Linked DNA regions of Rattus norvegicus: regions 2 and 3 are each linked to region 1. The links are chromatin contacts, called in public Hi-C maps. All regions are on one chromosome and are shown on one strand. Each heading gives the region's core, a stretch centred on a gene start, on an enhancer-like site or on the middle of the called end of the contact. The rest is flanking DNA. Distances are from core to core; before and after follow the strand shown. Region 1 holds the start of Palmd (palmdelphin). Region 2 overlaps Frrs1 (ferric-chelate reductase 1). Region 3 overlaps Palmd (palmdelphin).

The links. A called contact is a pair of places that touch in the nucleus more often than the background predicts.
Region 2: a Hi-C map of Schwann cells shows a contact between it and region 1, with 4 times the contacts expected there. The contact joins the enhancer-like site here to the promoter of Palmd in region 1. A contact is called at or near these places in 3 of 12 Hi-C or Micro-C datasets (Schwann cells, kidney and psoas muscle).
Region 3: a Hi-C map of liver shows a contact between it and region 1, with 2.4 times the contacts expected there. The contact joins the enhancer-like site here to the promoter of Palmd in region 1. A contact is called at or near these places in 4 of 12 Hi-C or Micro-C datasets (kidney, liver and psoas muscle).

Annotation. Positions count from the first base shown.
Region 1 is chr2:207,624,897-207,627,537 of GRCr8, reverse strand. Palmd (palmdelphin) reads left to right here and starts at 1,299. Exons shown (of 8, transcript NM_001025688.1): 1 at 1,299-1,596. The coding sequence starts at 1,552.
Region 2 is chr2:207,563,520-207,566,160 of GRCr8, reverse strand. Frrs1 (ferric-chelate reductase 1) reads right to left here. Exons shown (of 18, transcript NM_001398971.1): 18 at 1-2,641. Among named protein-coding and RNA genes, the nearest start is that of Frrs1, 57 kb to the right of the region's middle. Within about 2 kb of position 1,345, at least 40 of the 93 cell types and tissues checked have an H3K27ac peak or open chromatin away from gene starts, as enhancers often do. A contact at or near this core is called in Schwann cells, where this site is marked.
Region 3 is chr2:207,584,989-207,587,629 of GRCr8, reverse strand. The region is part of intron 3 of Palmd (palmdelphin); the gene reads left to right. Among named protein-coding and RNA genes, the nearest start is that of Palmd, 40 kb to the left of the region's middle. Within about 2 kb of position 1,314, at least 7 of the 93 cell types and tissues checked have an H3K27ac peak or open chromatin away from gene starts, as enhancers often do. A contact at or near this core is called in liver, where this site is marked.

The sequences.
Region 1 (2,641 bases), core at 50-2,549:
TTGATTTAACCTTCAGCCTGTGTCTCTCTTTGCCCTGTGTCCTTGGGCATTGCTTGATGAATGACTGTTACGAAGTCAGACAGCTGACATTCCCATCCTGGCTTTGCTACTTATTAGCCATGCAGACAAATGACCTCCCTGAGCCTGTTGCCTCATTTTAAAATAGGAATAATAGCACCTATCACTCAACACCTCTAAGATAAATAAGATGAGGTGCATTTGTCTATGGACAAATATTAGCTACTACTATTACAAATATCAAAAGCACAAAGAAATGTATGCCGTGTAGTCAGTGCTGGGCCTGTCTATTTAACCTCCCTGCCTGAATGGTGATATTAAAGGGCTGATCGCATCCAAACACATAATAATGTGGTGGATGATAATTGGGATTCACCACATCAAAATGCACTTAAAGAACAGGTAGGAAAAAGAAAACAAAGTCAGCTGCAAAGCTCCTGGCTCTGCTTTGACCTGAGTTTCACCAGGCTTCACTGCCTCCCTCCAACGGGTAGGGGCTGTCCACCCACGGTTACAGAATCTAAGCACCGGTTAACAGGCTCGCTCATTGCTCTTGCGTAACTGCTGAGGTCAAAATGGGCACCTTCCTGAACTGAAGACTGTCGTTTTTTGAATGGGGTCCAAAAAAGGTGCTGCAGTCCCCAGACATCCAAGGATGGCACCAAGCACTTCCGGGGAGCCAGCTTTTGAACATTAGCACCTTAACACCTTGGTTTGTTTTTTTTTTTTTTTTTTTTGCAACACCTAAGATTCCAAGGTCTGTGACAAAGGTCTGTGGTGTGTCTTTGTGAGGGGAGCTGAGCTCATGCAAATATTCTACTCTAAGAGTTCTTAGATAACTAAAAGAGCCATCACCAAGCTGAGGGAGAGTGACAAACAAGTGACTTAGCACTTCTGCCCCAGTCTCTCTCCTCTTTCTTTCTCTCTCTCTCTCTCTCTCTCTCTCTCTCTCTCTCTCTCTCTCTCTCTCTGTGTGTGTGTGTGTGTGTGTATGTGTGTGTGTGTGTGTGTGTGTGTGTGTCATCGTCTCTCATCTCTGGTGCTAGAGTGAGGTAAACTAAGCGAGGTAACTTTAAACACACAGGCTCACAGGAAAACCCGGGCTGCTCCAACACTCAGCACACACCACACGGCAGCTCCCTGTGCCACTCCTGGAAAATAATGACTTGGGTAAGGAACAGTTAATAAGAAAATGTGTCTCGCTAACCGTGCACAGTACAACAAAGAGCTGGCAGCCCCTGAAGGAAAAGGGCTTGTGCGGCTGCCGTTCAAACTTGTCAGTCAACTCGTGCCAGCAGCCTCAGCGTCTGCCTCCCCAGCACACCCTCATTACATGTGTCTGTCTGGCCTCATCGGTGCATCGGCTCAGAGCCGCTCCTGACAATTCGGAATTCTCTTCCTTTCTCCCTGGTGCAAAGAGCGAATTTCTCTCCGTGTCGCTTCTGTCATCTCCAGCTCCTCTCCTCAAGGACGCACCTTGATTTATGGTAGCTTGGGACTTCCTTCAGCGTCTGCCTGTCCTTGACTTCTAGAATGGAAGAAGCCGAGCTGGTAAAGGGAAGACTCCAGGCCATCACAGTAAGTCTGCATAGAGTTTTAAGTCATTAAGGTGGTTGCTTAGATGAACCACACCGTTGCTAACTGTCCTTGTCTCCCAGTCCTCACAACTGCAGAAACAGAACTGAGCCTTCTGTGGACTCGGGTCTGTTTCTCTTAACCCTTGTGACCCTCCATGACACTGGGGCTTCAGAACCTGAGATCAAGGGAAATGTTTCTGGATTTTACAGATGATGTTTGCATTTTAAACGACAATCAAGAGTTGTTTAGGTTTTGTTTGTTTGTTTGTTTTTTAAGTAGTTTGTAAACTCTCCTCTCCTATGGATATTTAAAGTTTAGTTTTTTATTTCAGATTCCTTCTGACAAATGTTTTTATAGATACCCAAATGGAATTCAAAGCAATGAATGTAACCACCAAAAGTTCTTTTCTTTTAAAAAAAAAAAGGAGTAGACCAAAAGGAAGAAAATCTGAAAGTTTTTTTTTTCTTATTCATTGTGTCAAAGTATATTCCAGAAAAGCCTAACTGAATTAAAGCACAGCTTGGGGTGTGTGTGTGTGTGTGTGTGTGTGTGTGTGTGTGTGTGTGTGTGTGTGTGTGTTTTCAAGCGAAGTGTTAAACAGGAGAAAAGTATCAAAGGCACGCATCAGAGTAATTCTCAGAGATCGTCCGGTTTTCCAGTACAGAAGTGCAGACATAGCTCGAATAAGATCTCAATACAGGAATGCCATGCATGAGATGGATTTGGAAAATATTTCCCTAATTCCAGGAAGAAAAGTAGTACATTTGATGTTTGTTCTGGGAAAGAATCAAAGCAAGAAATTAATTGCTTTTCTTAAGTGGTGCCACTCTTTCTCGTTGACTTCCAAACTGCTGTATGTGACAATAACCTGAAAGTCCCTGACCCATTCAAGTATCATCGTTAACGTAACTTTTGATAGCGTTTTTGAGGAAAAGCAACTTGGCAAATCCACACCCCTCCCTGTGTGTCACATTTTCTGATACTGAAATTAACTGTCCAAAAAGAGGCATAAGTACTTATTAAAAAACCGATACTAAATCAAGGT
Region 2 (2,641 bases), core at 96-2,595, 61 kb after region 1:
GCACAACAGGAGAATCAGATAAGAACCGTCAGGTGTGTCTGAGCTATTTCATCATATATTCTTATAATAATAAAAAAAAACCACATTTCAGATGCAAAACTGTTAAAAGTTTAACATTGTAATCGAGTGGCAAAGGCCTTACCAGCAACATGTACAAAGCAAGCACCTTTGGCTGGTGTCATTTCACTCAGAAGTTTAATGAGATAGGTTGTTGAAGACGACAAAGACGACTCCCGGGAGACAAACCCCATTGCCACAAACATGGAATTCGGGAGTAACTGTGGCTCCTCAGGCCTCCCTCCCACCTCAGCACCCACTGACAAAGAGGGATCAGTGTCGGGAACAGGACAAGGAGGTGCCAGGAAGATGAAAGAATGGAAAACGTGAACCTGCAGGCTCTGGCTAGGACGGAAACAGAAAGGCAGTGCGGCTGGGTGAGCACCGACACTGTGGGCCGACGAATGAGTATGTCAGGGGTTACACAGGGAAGGAAGGACGGACGTGGGAGCTATGAGAAGGCTGATCCAGTTCATAATGAACATAAAAGAATTGTTTCTCCAGTCCCATTAATAATGGATTATCTTGAACAAGGGCCTTTGTTCCCCGTTTCCCCCTTGCTTCAATAGAATACATAGATAAACAGACTTGGAGCCAAGAGCCACACGGCCCCCATGGCTTCCTAGTTGGTATCTGCTGTGCTTGCCTTCCTACAGCCTCCTGGGCGGGAGGGGAGGATGTGGGGAGGATGAGGCATCACCTCACCTCCAGCCCGGAATCCTCAAACTGAGAAGCGCTAACAGGAACGAGAGTCACATATTCACTACAGTTACAGGCCGCTGTGCCCCAGCTTGACCTCCTCAGACCAGAAGCTGACAAGGCCAAACACAGACTCAGTCTATGCTAACTTAACCATGATTTTCTAGACTATTTCTTTTTTATTTTGTGGAAAACATTGATCTCTATTTTACAGAATAGCCCTTCTTTAAGAAAACATGGTTTTGCTGTTTTTGACAATATGCCTAGACACAGAAAAATCATTTAGTTTTTCTTTTTTTAAAAAAAATATGTATACTTTTTTTTTTTTAAAAATCTACCCAGATTGTTTATTGCAAAACTAAGACCAAGCACAGGGAGCAGAAGGGTTGTAACGCGTCCGTTCCTAAGGGAAATGGGCGCACTAAGATTAAGTGGCACAGATTTGTTTGCACAGCTCGATGGAGGAGTAAACCCGAGCAAACACCACTCCGTGAAAAAGAATATGCTATGCAGAAACTCACAGCTGGTCAAAGCATCTGCGGAGCGATGAGTCACAAGTGGAGCATCTATATCACGCCCTTTCCCAGCGCTCAGGGACCACGTCAGAGCAGTCCCAGAGACTGCAAGTGCCAGAGGCTGGGAAGGAAGGCGCAGGGTGGAAACAGTGTCTTCGGGAGCTGGCAGGATACCTCACTCATGACCTCACAACCACTGTGGTTGCCTGCACAACTCCTGTGCAAGGTCAAGCCAGTCCACATGAGGTGGGAAGGAGTCCCTAAGTCCATCCCTACCTGAGGACCTACAGTTGATGGCTTCTCATGGGAGCGAGTCAGTTTTCTTTAGGGGTGTGGCTTGGGAAAAATTGACCTCGATCTTTGGTGGGCAGCCAGAAACCCAGGAGGATATAGACAGCACAGATTATTGCAAACAAACAATAATAAGACATACAGTTTGGGAGTAGAGAAGTTAGTGGAGATGTGGGAGGAGCTAAGGTGAATATGATCAAAATACATTATATGAGATATGAGAGATGTGTGTGTGTGTGTGTGTGTGTGTGTGTGTGTGTGTGTGTGTGTGTGTGTTTTCCAAGACAGGGCTTCTCTGTGTACCCTGGCTGTCCTGGTGAACTCTCTTATAGACCAGGCTGGCCTTGAACTTACAGAGATCCGCCTGCCTCTGCCTCCCACTGGAATTAGAGGCCTGTGGTACCACACCCACCTGTCATTATGTAAAGTTCTTTTTTCTTAACTTATTTATATATTTACCTCCCCTCCCCTCCCCAGGCCTCTCCTCACAGGGTTCCTCCTCCCATCCTACTTCCCTTTCGCCTCTGAGAGGGTGCCCCTACGTATTAAAGAAATAATAAAAAAAATTTCTTTTGAAAAATACATTACAATATTGGCCTTGGCATCAGAAGTCCAGAAGTTCACCCATCTGCAAACCAAACCTAAGCAAATTCCACCTTTTCCTGAAGGGATTTTCCTTGTCTGATACTAAATAAGACTTATTAAGACATATGTTTTGGCCTTTAGTGGCTTATAATGTAAAACTGAAAGAAAATTTTTTCATACAGATTCACATTGTTACTCTGCCATTTCTCCGGTGCTAGGACAGAAGCATGGCTTCACACTCACTACTCAAGCACGGTGCCTCTGAGCTACATCCCCAGCCCTTTCTCTTGAAATAAAGACATTCTCAAGAGATATTTAAACCGAAATGTGGCATTCATTGACCATGAGCACAAGAAATTCCTACCGAAGCCTAAGCTATTTTTAACTAAGATCTATGTAGAGAAAAACCAAAAGTTTTCACTTTATTGGTTAGAAATAAAAACAATGAACTGGGGTAATTACTGAGAGATGAAAATAGGGTTCTGGAGCCAAGC
Region 3 (2,641 bases), core at 65-2,564, 40 kb after region 1:
CACCAGAAGTGTAATACAGCATAAATAATGGGGAAATAAATGAATGAATAACATAGACCATATGTAGACTATAAACCTGTAACATTTTACATCAGACCTTTCACAGAACAACTGTGCTGGCCGGTGTATCAAGCACTGTTTCCTGCTAGAATGTCAACCTCTCCAATTTTACTATCATATCAATACCATGTAGGATAGTTCCTGATACAGCAAGTATGCTAAATGAACAGTTTAATGTGCTCGCATGAATGAATGAAGACAAAGATGAGTCTCAGTGATTAGTCTAGGGTCACACAGGAAGTTGGCAGATGAAGCAGAATTCAAGCCTACATTTCTCTTCATTCCACAGTGGGGTCCCGAGAGGCTCCGTAGCCTTTGAATCTCCTTCATTTCTACCCAGGTTCCCCTTTACACCCTGTGGCTAACACACACATTGGGAGGAAACCCTTAAGTGGGTAGTGAAAGGAGACAAAGATAGGATGTGTTATGGAAAGCCTTGAGTGGGCTTTTCCTCTCAAGAATGGGCTTGGGCCTGCTACCTGCCACATTCAACTGGCTTTCAAAACCACTGTCTTTTCTAGCTTCACCTAACATCAAACAAAACAAGACAGGTATTATTATTCTCTCTGTGCTCATTTCGAAACTGAGGTTTTCGGAGGTTAAAGAAATTGACTATAATGTGTAGCAAAGACTACAGCATCCAGATCTACTGCTCTTAGTGGTTTCCCACCCTACCAGAGTAGAGCTGCACACATTTCATAATCCAGCACACATTTTACAATTCAGCTGAGGAGAAGATGGGACCTGGAGGAAATGTTTATAATGGCAGCCATCGTCTAAGAAGCCAGGGTTACTATAATTCACTTGAAGTTGTATGATGTTCAAGAAAACTCCCTCAGCTACAAATGACCTACAAATGCCCAGAGGCAGCATCAACATCAGACCCGGAATTAAAGCAATGAACAGAATGGCCAAGGCAATCACATCCTTGGATTTTTAAAGGTGAGACAGTGGCCTAAGAGTCTGGAGCAGCCAGGCCCATGACCATCTTCAAGAAGGAGGCCAAGCGAACTGACAATTATGTCAGCCGACATGAATATCCACAGCTGGTATCTCTTGGACCAGCTGTTATGTCAGATCAGGAGTCCTCCGAGGCCGCTGACTTTCGAGTTCAGTGTGGCTGGCAAAGACTACACGTGTTTCATGACTGGAAGAACCAGCCTTGGTGACTGCAGCTGTCAGGGTCTGTGGAATCATGCAGAGCAGAGGCTCCTGGAGTTCATCCAAATGCTGATATGAGTTCAGAGAATGTGTAACAGTCCACAAGTGTCTCTCTCTGCCAGTTCCTTTGTGCGTCATCAGGCTATACGCACCTACTATCACACCACAGAAAATGAGACCGTTAGACTAGGATTTTGTCCACTTGTCCATCTCTTCACCCTACTCAGAAAAGGACACAGTGCTCAAGGAGCTTAAAACGGTGTCGTTTCTGATGTTAGAACGTACAAGGGTCAGATGCGGTGCCACACACCTTTAATCTCAGCACTCAGGAGGCTGAGGCCAGCAGACATCCTCGAGCCCTAGGCCAGCATGGTCTTCACAGGGAGTCTCATACAGCAGGACAGTCAACTGCTACACAGTGAGACTATGTCTGGGCTTTTTTTAGGGATGGGGGTTGTTTGAGACAGGGTTTCTCTGTGCGTAGCCCTGGCTGTCCTGGAATTCACTCTGTAGACCAGACTGGCCTCAAACTCACGTCCCTCCCTCCCTGGTTTTGAAACCACATTGTTTGTACCTCAGGCTAGTCTCAAAGCTTCGGTCTTCCTGCCTCAGCCTCCAGAGCTCTGTAATCAAGCCTGTGCAGCCACCCTCAGCCTAGAGAGGCTCTTTATGAAATAAATTAGTCCGGTTTCTGTGGAAGCAACCTTAGCCATTGCAGCAAAGAAAAGGAGGCCAAAATCGAATGCTTCACTAACGTGCTACTTAGCCTTCTCATCCCTGTGACAAGTGAGCAAAGGATGTGTGGGGTCCACGGCTTGAGGAGAGGTAGTCTGAGGAGATGTAGTCTGAGGAGATGTAGTCTGAGGAGATGTAGTCTGAGGAGATATAGTCTGTAATGCCAAGGAGGGATAGAAGCAGGAGCAGCGGGCAACAGCTGATAACACTGAAGATGGGGGAGTGGGGCAGAGATAGACAGAGAGAGAGAGAGGGAGGGAGAAGGAGGGGGGAGGGCAGAGAGAGAGAGAGAGAGAGAGAGAGAGAGAGAGAGAGAGAGAGAGATTGGTACCCTGTGAGCTCTTTCATTTTTCCGTCTTTATTCGGTCTGGGTCCTCAGACCTTGCTATACTGGGCCTCTCCATCTCAGTTAAATCTCCCCAGAATAACCCTCCCAAACGAGTCTGACAGTTTGCTCTATTAATGTCCTGGAGACTGATTTAATCCAATCTCATCAAAATTAACCTTGATATCTGAGAAGTCCCTGTGTAAAACTAAATAAAATAAAAGTAAGCAGACTTGGATTAAGAACTGTTCAAGTCAAGAATACCCTTAGGAGGGGATAGGGAGGCAAAGTTCAGAACAGAGGTTGAAGGAACACCCATTCAGAGCCTGCCCCACATGTGGCCCATACATATACAGCCAC